Linked DNA regions of Zea mays: region 1 is linked to region 2. Evidence: chromatin contacts called from public Hi-C data. All regions are on one chromosome and are shown on one strand. The core of a region is the stretch at or near the end of the contact, and the rest is flanking DNA. Distances in the headings are between cores, read along the strand shown. Region 1 holds the start of LOC100304273 (SKP1-like protein 21). Region 2 holds the start of LOC100273562.

The links. A called contact is a pair of places that touch in the nucleus more often than the background predicts.
Region 1: a Hi-C map of leaf shows a contact between it and region 2, with 7 times the contacts expected there. The contact joins the promoter of LOC100304273 here to the promoter of LOC100273562 in region 2. A contact is called at or near these places in 3 of 25 Hi-C or Micro-C datasets (ear, leaf and tassel).

Annotation. Positions count from the first base shown.
Region 1 is chr4:28,553,475-28,557,829 of Zm-B73-REFERENCE-NAM-5.0, forward strand. It overlaps LOC100304273 (SKP1-like protein 21), which reads left to right and starts at 1,252. Exons shown (of 7, transcript NM_001165716.1): 1 at 1,252-1,312; 2 at 1,726-2,352; 3 at 2,446-2,637; 4 at 2,804-2,914; 5 at 3,021-3,093; 6 at 3,763-3,863; 7 at 3,958-4,276. The coding sequence starts at 2,197. The coding sequence ends at 4,119.
Region 2 is chr4:28,338,401-28,342,535 of Zm-B73-REFERENCE-NAM-5.0, forward strand. It overlaps LOC100273562, which reads right to left and starts at 2,767. Exons shown (of 6, transcript NM_001147980.1): 1 at 2,621-2,767; 2 at 1,662-1,783. The coding sequence starts at 1,716.

The sequences.
Region 1 (4,355 bases), core at 2-2,501, 210 kb after region 2:
GCATGGTGTGGTAATGTTGTGACCCTATAACATTTTTTATATTTACTTACTCAATTTATCTATTATTCTTGTAGAAAATCAGCAAAAATACGAAGGCTAGAACAAGAATATAGAGTTGTGTATACTTCACAATTCACATCAACCACCAACCTGGAGCGCCATATTTAGCCTTGGGCACAACCGGATGGTCTGGCCATGCGGCCCAGATGGTCCGTGGACCGTGGAATAGACCTAATAGTCCATGATTAGATTAACTTGGGCAAGAGTACTTATCTCGTGCGTGGTTATCCTAACATATCCATGATAATCTATTGGATCTTATCTAGGAACGGGTCCGGACATCCCCTATAAATATAAAGGGATACGACCAATTGAGTACCCTCGAACACAATTTAATTCTAATCGAACCAATCTATTTACCTTAGTTATCAGTCATGCCTTAGAGGTAGATGCAGCGTAGCATAGTTATAGCGTAGCTTTATTTGTAGTTTCTACCTATCAATCTTTACCTCTAATCGACTCTGTGTCATCTAGATGCATCTTGGGTGGCCTATCGACCCTAGGATCTTTCACCGACAAGGTCCCTCATAGGGGCGAGATCCAGGTTCTACAAGAACTCATCGCTATTTATGCGCACATCGTGGACGGTCCGATAACCTAGCACAGATCGTCTGACACCTCGTAGAGCCGAATCTAAGGTCTTGCACATCACGTGAAGGCCCCAGGGTTCGTTGCTATTTGGCTCTAAGTAGGTACCAACATAGAGGTGGAGTTCAAGACCACATTGTAGATAGTGTTATCTATCGCAGATAGTTACATAACATATCACTTCGATTTTCTCGCGCGAAATATTAAGGTTAATCAAGAAAACTCACACAAATCAATTATATTAAAAAAAGCTAGAGTCCATATGTAAGCCAAACATTTTTAGAACCCATCTTAACAATTTGCTAGAGTTAATTTATGGTGAAACTAAAATACGGAGTTTCTAAATAGAACCTAAACTTTAGTACGGTAACCAACACCTCAGTATTACTTTATTATTATTTTTCTTTATATTTTGTAAAGATAATAAAGAAGAACACGACCCGAGGCCCAATACCATGGCAAACGCGCAGCCCGCCAGGTTTGCGGCTCCAACGGGTGGGGTTGGCAGCTTGCAGCAGGCCCATGGCGCTATCAGCCGTTACGATTGGGTTGGACGTGCCCTTGCCGACCGAGCCTTTCGTTCTATCCTCGCCGCCGCCGTCGCCGTCGCCGCCGTCTCGTATCCCTCGGAGATTCTCCATTCCCGCCTCTCCGGCCGCCGCAGGTACGCCTGGCCCCAGGGCCAATCGTTTCCTCCCAACCTGCAGGTACCTCTCTATACGGATTACTCACTCGGTCCATCTGTAGCTGTATGCTGCAAGCCTGCCTTGTCTTCTTCCATCACCTCCAGCGGCCCAGCGTGCACGCAAACTCCCACCCACTGATGGCTGGCCCTACCGTCGCTGCCGCCCTACCTCGTCTCCTCCTACGGCGACGAGCACCCCCATACGCGCTGCCCTGTCTCCCCTTCCTGCTGTGCGAAATCTTGCGCCCAAAACCTAACTTCCTATTCGTATTCGGATCTGAATTCAAATTACAAGTGTATACCCCATTTTTCTTATTTTTTTGTCCCAATTTATGTAGCTGACAAAATCCCTTGACTTGTGCATCTTTTGCCTTGTTCTTTCTCTACTTTAGATTACCAAATACGGTGAACCGTGTGGTCCAGTGGAATTTTGCACCTCATTGTACTTTGAAGGCAAATAAAGCCATTCTCCAATCTGAAGGCGAAACAAGGAGTGCACATCTTTGTTGTAGAGGGCAAAGTTTGCTCAGCTGCTGCTGGACATTGGAGAGCGCAGTGGTGGTTGTACGCCTGAAAGGAATTCTTTGTAAATTTCCCCTATATCTGGTTCTGTTATCATCATTATTTTCCTTGCGTTAGACAATAATGTCGGAGAACGAATTAGCAGTAATAAAACCAGAGGTACATCTCCTGTTGCACTTCCTGTTAATTAGAGATTAAATGTTGCATTCTTATCTTGATTGCATCATTTGGGCCTAAATCAACTAATCAAGTTTATTGGTGAACTCTGACAGGCATTGAAAACTTATATTTGGCTTCAGTGCTTTGATGGCTCCATACAACAAGTGGAGGAAGAAGTTGCGATGTTCTGCCCTATGATATGTCTGGAAATAGTGAAAAATGGGACAGGATCATCTAAGAATCATGCTATAGTACTACCAGAAAGAGTTAGTCCGGCAAGTTTGAGTTTGATTCTTAATTATTGTCGCTTTCATCAGGTCCCTGGGCGCTCAAACAAGGTTTGCTGCACTTTATATTCATCTTCAAATTTTTGTTTGTTGAATCTACATTTGATTCAGCATATCTTAGCAGGTATTTCCTACATTTTGCAGGAGCGGAAGTCATTTGATGAAAAGTTTGTCCGGATAGACACAGAAAAACTCTGCAAGTTGGCTTCCGCAGCCCTTGGTCTGCAGTTAAGGCCACTAGTTGATCTTACTTGTGGAGCGCTTGCTCGAATCATTGGAGGAAAGACACCCGATGAAGTTAGAGATATTTTCCATTTACCAGATGACTTAACAGAGGTAAGGGTACCACTTATAGTTGTATATAGGAAAAAGTTCTCTTTATCTCCCTGAGTACAACTCCCCCACCTGGAGCTAAAAAAACAGATTTCATCAACACAAGCTCAGCTTGATAAAGTGGACCATTTCATTTTAGATGTTGATACATTTGATACTTATTTGTCAGGAAGAGAAACTAGAGCCACTAAAAAATGTAAATGATGATCCTACGATTCGATTATTGAACCGATTGTATGCAAAGAAGCGGAAAGAACTGCAGGAACGCCAGAAACTAAAGGTATTTTTCATTGATTTACTATGTGTTGTATTCAATGATATATCTGTACTTTGTCAAGCCTTTTGTTCTAGTTTTATGTTTGTTTCTGAGGTTCACTTTATTTCAGGATGTCCAAACACAAGAGCAAAAAGATGAGAGATCTTTGGATGAATTACTTTGTTTTATAAATGGACATGGAGGTTAGCGTTTTTATCGAATATTTGAAAATCTTGCCACAGAAGAACAACCAAAGTGTGTGGTGTTTGCCGTACAACATTAGGTGTCCTGCCCACTGCAGTCTCTACAAAATAATGTCTTACATCAAAATATAAATGTTACTGTAGTCTCTACAAAATATCAGTTTTTGGTGCTTATTCAGAAAGAAACTAAAATGACTTTCAAATGGCAAATTGCACACTTTTTATAAGCTATGTTGTTCTCACATTAGACCAGTTGATTAATATTGAACAATTAATACAGCAAAAAAAATGCCATGAACCAGCTACTATGTATGAACTTGATAAGTATTTTTAGCAGGCACTCAAGACTATTACAGTGGACTATTCGTGTGTCACAAGTTTTTTGTAGAACCAGCACTTATGATGGTATTTTTCCCATTGAAGCTAAAACTTTTTTTATTGGTAGACTGGTTGCTGGGATTGAAGGAAAAATTAACTAAGCGTGTTAGGAGCACGTGATTATTTTTGTTAAGTTGCTTCCTTCCCCTTCTGGTGTGTCGTACCCACCCACCAAAAACCCTGACCCCCTCCAAAAAAAGCTGCAGAAGCATGTGGCGCAACAAATCATTGCATGAGTTCATTATATTTTTTTATTAAAAAACTTCTGGGCTTCATGTAACCATTTCACAGATTCCAGAGGTGGGAAAGCGTCTAAGAATAAGAAAAGGAATAAAAGAAGGAAAGATCAAGTTAAGAATCCCACAAAAGCGGACTCTGAACCTGTAAATAAGGTGAGAGTTCAACTCAAATTATTTTTTCCTTTCTGGGGGTAACTTTTTAGAGAATGCTATGTTTCTTATATATATTTTTTCCTGGTGAGTTCAGGAGGGAGCTTCCTGTGTGGTTCCGTGCAAAGAAGATAGTAATAACCTCTCTAGGCATCCTTGCCAAAGTCCAAATTTGCAAGATGATGTTGAGTACCCCTTCGACAATGCTGACCTTGATGATGGACTTGATCCTGCAATGAGGGAAGAGCTTGATAGGTGAGGGCATTAGATGTCTTATAGGTTGATGCATGTAGGCTCTTCGCTGTGATACTGGCCTGTTTTTCAATTGAAAAAGGCCTGTTTTTGTATGCGACACAGCAAAATTTCTAATGTTTATATGCTGGCATTTTAATAAGTACAGGCTGATTTCTGGACGTAAAATCGATGAATTCTGTTACTTGCTTCCACTCTTCATTCAAGTTCTGCTTGAAACTTGTGGTTGCTGTCTGTTCCGTC
Region 2 (4,135 bases), core at 1,517-4,016:
AAAAAAAACACCAAAATCCTGAAGCAACCACCGTAACCAAGTAACTTTGTAGTCACAAGAGCCATAGCATGCAACTCAGCCTCTACACTCGAACGAGAAATTGCTAGCTGCTTCTTAGTATTCCAAGCAATGAGGGAACCACCAAGAAAAATGCATAGATAGAAAGAGATCAAAGATCAGAGCGGTCACTAGCCTAGGTAGAACGTGAAAAGAATAGGCGTCTAGATATAGTCCGACAAATATATTGTAGGACATGAAGCAAGTGACTAGTGGAGCTGGACGGGAGCAAAAACAAACTGATTCAGAATATATACAAAATACAAAATATCAGAATGAGTGACACAAGGTAAACAAGGCTCCATAGAATGCATTGATAGCGAATAGAATCCTCAATAAGTTCACCATCTGTGGCACGAAAGTGAACATTGAGTTCTATAGGAGCCTCAATTGTCTGTTGATCAGTAAGAGAAGCCTGATCAAGATCTTGAACGTACTTCGCTTGAGATAGAAAAAAAAACTCAGATGAAAAGAAAAAATCTATCCCAAAAAAATAACGAACAGGACCAAGGTCAAAGACGTCAGACATGAGAAACTCTTCATTAAGATGTGCCTTAACAAAAAGGTTGTGTACTCAAGCTCATCTCCTGTGATGATCATATCATCAACATAGAGAAGAAGATATGCATCGATGGGAAATAGCGGAGGCAAAAGGCATTTCTTACCTAGCAGCCCCCTTAGCTGAGTCCTATGGACTTCCCTGGCAATGTGCGTGTTTCTGGCCCCCGAAGGGGTCTTTTGTATCGGGCCTTCTTTAGACCCTGATTACTTTTTCTTCTTAATATAATGAGGTGCAGTTTTCCTAGGCGTTTTTCGAGAAAAAAAGAAGAGTACGACCACGAGACGAAGTATGCACAAACCAATCATAGTGATCACAGATGCAAAGCGCTAAAATCAAGCATGTGGAGCTTGCTTGAGGCCATAAAGGGAGTGTCGTAGGCGACAAAACATGCCCGCGGGGACATGATACCCAAACGATGGCTACATGTAGACCTCTTCATGTAGCTCACCATTTAGGTATTCTTGACATCAAGCTGAGAGAGTATGAAGAGTGGTCATGTGAGCAACAGACGCAAACGTCTCGTGACAAGTAACTAAGCGAGCCTTTGAACGCTCAAAAGAGCCATCAGAACAGATCTTAACCTTATAGACCCGCTTACATATTATAGGACGGACACGTGGTGGACAAGAAACAAGTTTCCACGTGTCGGTGCTCAAGAGCAGCAATCTCCTTAGCCATCACATGTTGCCATTTCCAATAAAGGGTACCATCACAATACGAGATCGGCTCAGAAAGAACAGTAGCAACAAGAACTCTATAGATGGACCAAATACGATTGGGATTTGGGAATATTGATATCATTGCCTGCAGGTGGCAACAAGGACGCATGCATAGACATCTAACAGAAATAAACACAAGCTAAGAAGACATCACTGTGCAAGATGGTGATGGCCATTGCCAGTCTTTATACAGCTTGTCACTGCAAGATGGTGATGGCCATGACCAGCAATGACGAACAGAACATTATCTAATATGAGGATGCTTTTGTTCACCGTTAACCCAAAAAAAAGAGAGAAAGATTAAAGTCCAGAAAATGACTAACTGGTTTTGGGGCCAGCCGGGTGGTTCCAAAGGGCCTGAAGCTTTGTAGCAGCCATTCAAACTAGCACACAATTCCCTGCCCCCTTTGAGTGGGTTCACCCAGCTAATGCTTCTGTGGTCCCCCTGCAAGCAGGAAAATCAAATAAAGTCTGTGAGCCGTTCATCATCATTTGATCTCGCTTACTTTTTCAACGAAGCAAGTAGAAACTTCGCATGAAATATGTTTCGAACAAGCATGGCCCACAGAGTAACACACTGAAAAATCGATTTATCATTCCATCGATCGAGAAGGAAACTAGTACAGATAGCCCTCCAAGCTCAATTCAATCCTGGTTCGTAAAAAAACATCCAGATACAGCGGTTCCATGGACAGTGATTGCAAAGCACTGTTCCTTACCGTAACGCCGATCAAACTACTTGTCGCCAGTGACGACGACGGAGTACAAGCACTCGAGCAGAACTGCCCGGGCGAGCAAGGGGCGACAACGTGTCGAGTTTACTACAAGCCAAAGCGCAACAGCTCCGGGCAAGAAATGGCGGCAGCAGATACTGAGGGTCGAGTGCTTCGCCCACGGTCAGCCGGTCAGGCCACAGTTCGGATCGGCATAGCTAAGGATCAGGTGCTGTGCTGCCGCACTCGGACCAGAAATGTTGTGGGGAGGAAAACATGCTGCTACGGCAAGCAACAACCGGGCAAAATCAATTCCACCACGAACCGGGGCGCACGGAACCCCACCTCAGCCTGCGCAGGCGCAGCCCAGCAGGAGCTAAGATTAAGGCTCGATCGCCGTCGCTCAGAGGAACAACCGAAGCCACAGGCACAGAAACGGACACAAACAACGAACACAAACGGAACGATCGGCGCAGGTGGCGCCCTGTCCCCCGCGCACAACCCGATACGGAACAAAACAGCGCATGCGGAGGGAGAGGAGAGAGGAGGAGGGTGGGTCGGTTTATTACACTTGCTTCGCCTCCGGCGACGGCGGAGGAGGGGAGCCGAGTCAGCGAGGAGAAGGGGGGCTCGGGCACGGTCCGATGCGGCGGCGGTCGTCTCTTTCGCGAATCGATCTGCTGGCGGTGGGGATGGTGGGGGTTCTTGAGGGCGACAGGCAGTGGTGCCCCGTCCGTCTGAATCTTTTCCTTTTTTCCTTCCGTGTTGCGTGTTGGTGACTCCTCCTTACGCATCAGCCGTTGGATGGGGTGAAGGACGGACGAGAGATGGATCCCGGCGGCGGCGGGTATGTGACGGAACAGTTTGTTTGTTAAAGGCTTTTTCAAGTTTTGATTGTGACCACACGACGAATCACGGTTGCCGTCGCGTTCGTCACACTATATTTGGCTGGCCTATAAGATTGTCTACAGCAAAAGTCTTCTATATTCATTTATCTATATCTGTCTTTTTACAGTGCTCTTTAAAACAATATCTCATCTATATCTTTTTTCTCTTTAACAAAAATTTTTATACCTTATCCTCTATACTTAAATATTTATATTAAAGATATATTTTATTTTATATTTTTATACATACGTATTTGTCATATTGTATAGGATTTTTTAAAATATCTATTAAAGACGGTCTAATCTATAGGTGTATATTCGGGCCGCTCGGCCCGGCCCAAGCCTGAAAAGACACGTATTGTTTGAATTTCGGTCCGTTCCGTCCCGTTTGAATTTCGGGCCGTGTCGAATTGGCCCACAAGCCTAGCTCTTGGCCTTATTTCGGGCGGCCCAAAATTATAAAAGCCCGAAATTCAATTTTTTGCCCGAAATTCACATTAGGGCCCGGAATTTACATCAAAGCCCTAAATTCAAAATAAATTTAAAAAAACCAATAAAAGATAAGACAAATAAATTTGAACAAAATCAAAATTAATATTTATATTAAAGTTACCAGAGCTATGCAATGACTACCTCGTTTACAAATCATTTTGTTAGAAGGAAAAAGATTATACCAGCTCTATACAAAGTTCGTAAGTTCGGTTTATTATCTAATGTTCATAATAAAAGTAAAATTATATTACATACTCTAATTTAAAGCTAAAAACATCTAACTATCATTATCTCTAGCTTTGTATTCTTTATGAAGTACATGAAATTGTGGATTTAATAAATATACGAGCCTTTTCGTGCCTCTGTATGAGCCATTTCGTGTCTACCTTAAACGGGTCGTGCTCGTGCCCGCCCATGAACCGCAACCTCATTCCAACCCGATCCGGCACTAAAATATTCCGTGTCGTGCCTACGTCATGCTTTTTTTCGTGCTTCGATCCAACCCATCAGGTCCGGCCCAAACGTACACCTATAGTCTAATCCTACTAGCTGTAGAACTGTCTGCATGCGATAGCCTATAATGTGACAATTAAATGGTCAACTAGCTACGCTCACGGGAGAAAGTAAAGAAGTGCGCTTGTTTATCTAATCAGGAGTGGTTAATGCTGGCGATTATACAAGAAGCCAGGTTAGTACCGGTTAAGG